Regions from separate parts of the Mus musculus genome. Here region 1 is linked to region 2. Evidence: chromatin contacts called from public promoter capture Hi-C data. All regions are on one chromosome and are shown on one strand. The core of a region is the stretch at or near the end of the contact, and the rest is flanking DNA. Distances in the headings are between cores, read along the strand shown.

Region 1 (3,097 bases), core at 397-2,896, 210 kb before region 2:
CAGGCTGTCGTGTGGTGGTGGTCGGACTTGGCAAGTGTGCCAACAGGTGTGCTCAGGCTAGGAGGCAGTAGCACTGGAACATAGCAGGCACGGCAGCAGGTGTGAACCAATGTTCCCAGACAAATAAAGGCATGCCCAGGCTCCTAAGTGTTGGTGCTGGGACAGGTTTGCAGGCAAACAGGCAATACTCCACCAAGTGGCAAATCTGGGACATGGCAGGCATTTAGTAAATGTCTCTGACAAGTCTGCCACATGGCAGCCCTGGGATGTGATAGGCCACCATGTGGCAGCCGCCCAGACCACTAGGTAGCAATGCGGGGGACATGGTATGTGTGTGAACAGGAGAGCTCAGGATGTCACGCAATGGCGTAGAGACACAGAATGTATATACCCTACAGCTGCCTAGAGATGTGGCAGGTGAGAATAGGCATGCCTGGCCACCACTTGGCAGCACTGGCATATGGTAGGTGTGCAAATGCATGTGTCCAAGCCACTCCACAATGGTGCTGGGATATGGTGCAGATGTGTCCTGGCTGCTGGCTGGCAAGGCTAAGACATAGTAGGTGTGCTAGCAGGTATGATCTGGCTAGTGATTTGAGGCTCTGGGACACAATATATGTGCAGACAGGTGAGCATGGGCTCATGTGTTGGCACTGGAACATAGCAGGCATGTGAACGGGCATGTCCAGGCAGTGCTGGAACATGACATACATATGAACTGGCATGCCCAGGCAGTGCTGGAACATGACATACATATGAACTGGCATGCTCAGGCAGTGCTGGAACATAACATACATATGAACTGGCATGCCCAGGCAGTGCTGGAACATAACATACATATGAACTGGCATGCCCAGGCAGTGCTGAAACATGACATACATATGAACTGGCATGCCCAGGCAGTGCTGGAACATGATATACATATGAACTACCATGTCCAAGCAGCCATGTGAAAAGGTGTGCCAAGTCTGCCACATGGAGGTCCTGGAACATGGTAAGCAGGCAAAGAAGTGTGCACAAACCATAACTTGGCAGCCCCGGGACATAGTAGGTGTGTGAATCGGTAGGTATTCTCAGGCAGTCACATGCTGGTACTAGGACACAGAAATCATGCAAACTGGTGTGCCCTGGCAGCTATGTGTCATGGCTGGGACACGGCATGCATACAAGCAGGCACACCCAAGCCACTGCTTGGCAGTGCTTGAACACAGTTGCATGCACACAGGTGAAACCAGCCTGCATTGTGGTGGTGTTGGGATATGGTACATATGTGAACAGGCATGTCCAGGCTGCCATGTAGTGGCCCTGGGACACAGCAAGCATCTGATACCCCTGGGCATTTAACTGTCATGCCCAGGAGATGACATAATGGTGGTGTGACCTGGCAAGTGTGTAAGCAGGCTTGCTGAAGCCACCACATGGTGGCACTAGGGCATGGTAAGCAAATGAATAGATGTGCCCAGGCCACCATGAGGTGGTGCTTGGATAAGGCACGTCTGTTATCATAACCCCACCACCAACGCCCCTCAGTTAACCAAGCTCAGAACAGGCACCAAATGTCCTAGCCACCAAAGGTAGTGCTGGGACACGGTGGATTTGTGAACAAGCAAGCCTACTCTGCCATGTGTAGGTGGTGGAACAGCGCCACCATGTGGCAGCTCTGGGAAATAGCGTGTGTGCGAATAGACATGTCAGAATGCTGGGACACAGAGTTCCTGTAAACACGAGGCTACACTGCCTTAGCAGGGTACGGGTGCAGACAGCCATGCCCAGCCTACCACATTGCACCCCAGGGACAAAAATGGCCTTCAGACTAGTGTGTCCAGGACACCATTTAGTGGCTCTGGGATGTGGCAAGTGTGCAAACAGGTATGCTGGGGCCACCATGTTCCAGAGCTAGGGCAAGGTATGTGTGTTGAAAAGGTGTGCCCAGGTGATCAAGTGGCAGCCCAGTGGCCAAGTGGCCATCCTGGGACACAGCAGGTAGTGTGAGCCTGAAATGGAAAGGCTTCTAATTAAGACAGTTAGTTTTGCCTTTAGCAAGCAGGTTTGCTGTCTAGACAGATATTGGTGGCAGTCCCTGCTCGCAGAAGAGCAGGTGTTACACTCTGCAGAAAAGAGGCAGGGCGAGCAGGTTCACAGAGAGAAGCCGTCAGTAGAGCAGCGTTGGCTCTGATGTCCCAGGCCAGGGACACTTCCTTATCTTTTCTTTTCTTTTCTATTTTCTCCCCCCCCCCCTTTCGCTCTGCCCCGCTTGCCCATAGGTCTTTTATTTGTTTCTCATTAAGGATGGTTGTGAGCCATCATGTGGTTGCTGGGATTTGAACTCATGACCTCCAGAAGAGCAGTTAGTGCTCTTAACTGCTGAACCATCTCACCAGCCCTTCTCGCCTTTTCTTATTCCCGTGTAACCAAATATTTCTCTAGTAAGCTTGCTAATCACAATTAATATGAAAACTTATTGTTTTCCTTTTCTTATTCAACTGTGCCCTGCCTGGTTCTCCCCTTCTGGGGTAAAAAAAAAAAGAATAGCTTATTATTATTTTTTAAATTGGAAATATAGTTTTTCATGCTCTATATTCTGATGGTTTCCCACACCCAAACTCCTCCCAGATTCTCCGTTTCCTCACTGACCAACATCCACAGCCTTTCTTTCGCTCTCTCTTTCCTTCCTTCCTTCCTTCTTTCTTTCTTTCTTTCTTTCTTTCTTTCTTTCTTTCAGCGGAAAACAAATATCTATCTAACTAAATATATATAAATAAAATAAAGCAAAAAAACAGGACCTTTCCTTTGTATTGGTGACTGATCAGGGTGAACAGATGTTTGGTCGCCCCAGGAGGAGTGAGTACAACAGCCTTGGACACCCACTCTATCCTTCAGTTTTTCCATCTGAATCTTCAGTAGTTTAACAGAATAGAGGACTATGATTATGACAGATCTCTGAGAAAGGTAAACTGACCAACAGGGAGAGAAACCCTATATAGAAGACAAGGGAGATGCCAAACTTTCAGCTTTTTCCTCACCCTACTGTCCTCCATCAGCCCACGCTGCTCAGACATGGTCAAGGCTGGTCCTGGATGTGTTTACCTGAGGCTGT
Region 2 (3,394 bases), core at 341-2,840:
CACTCAGTGGGAAGGAAGCTGGTGTGTCTCTATTAGCTTTTGTTCAGTAAGAGCTAGGAGAACAAAGGAAACTCTGCACTTCCTGAAAACGAAGGGGTGGGGGTTGCAGCTTAACTATGCAGATGATTGGCCTCCCTTCCTTTCCTCAGCGCATCAAAAAAGGAAATTCTGTTTTAGTGGAAGTCGCCTTGGATTTGATCTAATCATTACCTTGAATTTGGATGGGGAACACGACTTTAAGACTTCAGATGAAAGACTCAGAGGAAGCATCCCATGGTGGCCCCAGCATCTGTAGCTCCCCCCAAAATCTGAGGCAGGAGGATGGCTTAAGCCTAGGAGTCTGAGACCAGCCTAGACAACATAATAGGACACCACCTAGCAGCGGCCTCCGGAAAGGTGAACTCAGCTTTCTTGGATGGCTTGCTTCTCGGAGATAATATTCTTCTTAAAACTCTTTCTCATCACTGATTCTGTGATTGCATTTTCTTGCTTATGAAGATGGGTGGTTAAATACAGACCTGTGTGATGATCTGTACTTAGAGCTGGACAGAGATGGAATTATAGAACGCAGTCTACCTGAGCATTAGGGCATGCACTATGATGATGATTATAATAAGCCTCTAAAATGGGAGGGGGCACTACTGATTATTACCTTTTTTCACCACGTCCCCAATTCCCTGAGTAGTTGCTGAGTAAAATGTTTGGTGCTGAGAATCATTTTAAGAAAGTAGGAAAGTGGGAACATTTTCAAGATGTTTGAAATGCTTTGTATAGGGCTTGGGTGGTAGAGGACTTGCCTAGCATGTGAGAGACCCTGGGTTTGAACCTTTGGAGCTAAGAAAAACAGTAAAAGTCCCAGCCGAGAAAGTGGAGAAAAGTGTGTGTGGATATTCTCAATGGCTAACAGAATCACCCCCTCCCCCCCTTAAAGCCAAGCTTTTCAGAAAGCAGCTAAATGATTCATAGCCGACAACAAAGGAAAATTAATTTATATCCACAGGACATCGTTAAAGAATAAAAGGAGGAAAATAAAAGAATAGAAGGAGAAACAAAGTAATTTCACAAGCAAGGCTTCTGTGTATAGATCCAGGAATAATGTCTGTTAGGAGGCAATCTGGATCCCAGAGCTGCGCTTCTGAACAAGCTTTCTCTATCCCAACCATGGGGTGAGCTGTGCGTCCCCCGTGAAGCCCTGCTCTCCTACCAACTCACTTTCCAGAGGTGCTTCAAGTTCCCGGGTGCAAACCCAGTCCAGTGGTAGTCAGCATAAAACTTGTTACTGAGGTCATTGCTTATTGTTAGTATCCCAGAAAGAGACTTTTGGAAAGCCACAAACGTATGTCGCAACGTTGAGTTTCCAAAGGTTCCAATCTGAACTCCTGCCTTTGAGAGTCCCGTCATTCGGCCACGCCTGCGCCAGGTGCCCGCCCTGGTGGTGGGCCACCTGAGCTTCGGATCCTTACCTCGGGTCGGGTCTGTCTGGCACGGCGGAAGTGAGAGGGGAGCCTCAGCGGCCACAGGGTGACTGACCGAGCATCTCCCGTCCCGCAGCTGCACGCCCGCCCGGGTCCAGAGCTCCGGCACGCTCCCAGGCTGCCGGGACCACGCCCCGAGGCGGGCTCTCAGAGGGCGGGGGTCAAGCGCAAGAGGTCCGCCCCGCTCCCACTCCTGGGCAGCGCATCTTCCTTTCCTGCCCGCCCCTAGCTTGCCCTGTGGAGAGGAAACCTGCAGGAAACTCTGGGTCCAGAGGCCCTGCTAGGAGGTGTGGTCGCTGCTAGTGCAGCACGTATTTACACCCACAGTCCACTTCCCGCTGCAAAGACCCAGTGCTTTAAGAGAGAGCCAGCAGCCTTGCACTTAAACCATTCACTTCTCCCCCATGTCATTTTCTTTTGGAGGGTGATCACAAGAAGAGCCAAAAAGTGGTATGGGTAATTTCTAAACTTGCTCCCCCAAATGTCACTGGAGTTTGAAAGGAATATACTTCAGATAAAGCGCATTTTCCTTTCTCTTCCTCTGGAGCAAAACTTGGTTAATTAAACATTTTAAAAATAAACATTTAAAAAAGTCTATTCTACAAGTATTTTCTTTCTGAAAGAACCGGAGGCTACGTTTCACGTGGTTTAACAGCTGCACTTGCCATCCAGCGCTGTGCAGTGAGCTTTCTTTTGCGTGTAACAACCACTTAACAGACAAATTTAGTAATAGAAATCAGCATAGCCTCTAGATGGCCAGCACCCAGCAAGAGGTACCAGGAAACTCTCGAGGAGTGAAGCATGTTAGGACCGAGTTGTGTGGATTTACTGTGCATGTGTCAGACCCATGAGACTGGATGTGGGGCATGTGCCTGTAATCTCAGGAACTGGGGAAACAGGATTTCACATACCTGGTCAGCCTGGACTGTACAAACGAGAGCCTGTTCCTGGAGGCAGACTGTGGGCGAGGCACTACATACAGAGCAGCAGCGGAGCTCTTGCTTAGCAAGTTGGTGAGGGGGAGCCAATGGTTGGCTTGTAAATTTCGCCTCAAGTTTGGAGATTATGCCAGTTGCAGAAAGTTGATCTTAAAAGACAGCGCAGTCACTTAGATGCCATCAAAGGTCAAGTTTTTCTAGGGAGTAATCAACCAAGTGACCAAGGAAGTTCTCACTGCCGTCAATACGATCTGCTCTGTCATTCATCAGCTCAAGGTAGGATCCCTTTCAAATTCGTGCCTGCCATATGAACATCAGATAGTTCCTGGGACTATTGGTTTTGAAAACAAAAAACAAAATGCAATTTAAAAAAATCTCAATGGAAGCGCCTGTGTAGAGTTCAGCGGGTAAAGTCTTATGGTCGCACTTGGTGATTCCAGGTAGCCCTGAGTTGCCCAATCCCAGCTTTCCTCTGCAATAAAAGGAATATAGCAGTTAAAGTTTTGTGGGGAGTCAGTGAAACACAAAAGGCACCTTGCTCTGTATTAACCTTCCCAAGGACACTCTCACCAAAAAAAGGTCACTTTTTGGTTGTGAGACTTAAATCTTACATGCATTTTAAAAATAGCAGCCTTGTCTCCTGAGAGGCTCTGCAGTGCCTGACAAATACAGAGGTGGATGCTCACAACCATCCATTGGACGGAGCACGGGGTCCCCAATGAAGGAGCTAGAGAAAGTACCCAAGGAGCGGAAGGGGTCTGCAACCCTATAGGAAGAACAATATGAACTAACCAGTACCCTCCAGAGTTCTCTGGGACTAAACCACCAACCAAAGAAAACACATGGTTGGGACTCATGGCTCTAGCCGCATATGTAGCAGAGGATGGTCTAGTCGGTTATCAATGGGAGGAGAGGCCTTTGGTCCTGTGAAGGTTCTATACCCCAGTGTAGGGGAATGCCAGGGCCAGGAAGCGGGATTGG

What was found. Promoter capture Hi-C pulls out the DNA fragments that hold promoters and counts their contacts.
Region 1: a contact with region 2 is called in a promoter capture Hi-C map of the HPC-7 cell line. The contact joins the enhancer-like site here to the promoter of Thsd1 in region 2. A contact is called at or near these places in 4 of 39 promoter capture datasets (the 3T3-L1 cell line, the C10 cell line, the HPC-7 cell line and 1 more), 1 of 15 datasets of contacts at CTCF or cohesin (large pre-B cells), 1 of 115 datasets of contacts at active chromatin or transcription factors (embryonic stem cells) and 2 of 9 other capture datasets (adipose tissue and liver).

The regions. Positions count from the first base shown.
Region 1 is chr8:22,431,715-22,434,811 of GRCm38.p6, reverse strand. No RefSeq gene overlaps it. Among named protein-coding and RNA genes, the nearest start is that of Gm39140, 21 kb to the left of the region's middle. Within about 2 kb of position 1,646, at least 148 of the 459 cell types and tissues checked have an H3K27ac peak or open chromatin away from gene starts, as enhancers often do. A contact at or near this core is called in the HPC-7 cell line and embryonic stem cells, where this site is marked.
Region 2 is chr8:22,225,499-22,228,892 of GRCm38.p6, reverse strand. It overlaps Thsd1 (thrombospondin, type I, domain 1), which reads right to left and starts at 1,590. Exons shown (of 5, transcript NM_019576.2): 1 at 1,464-1,590.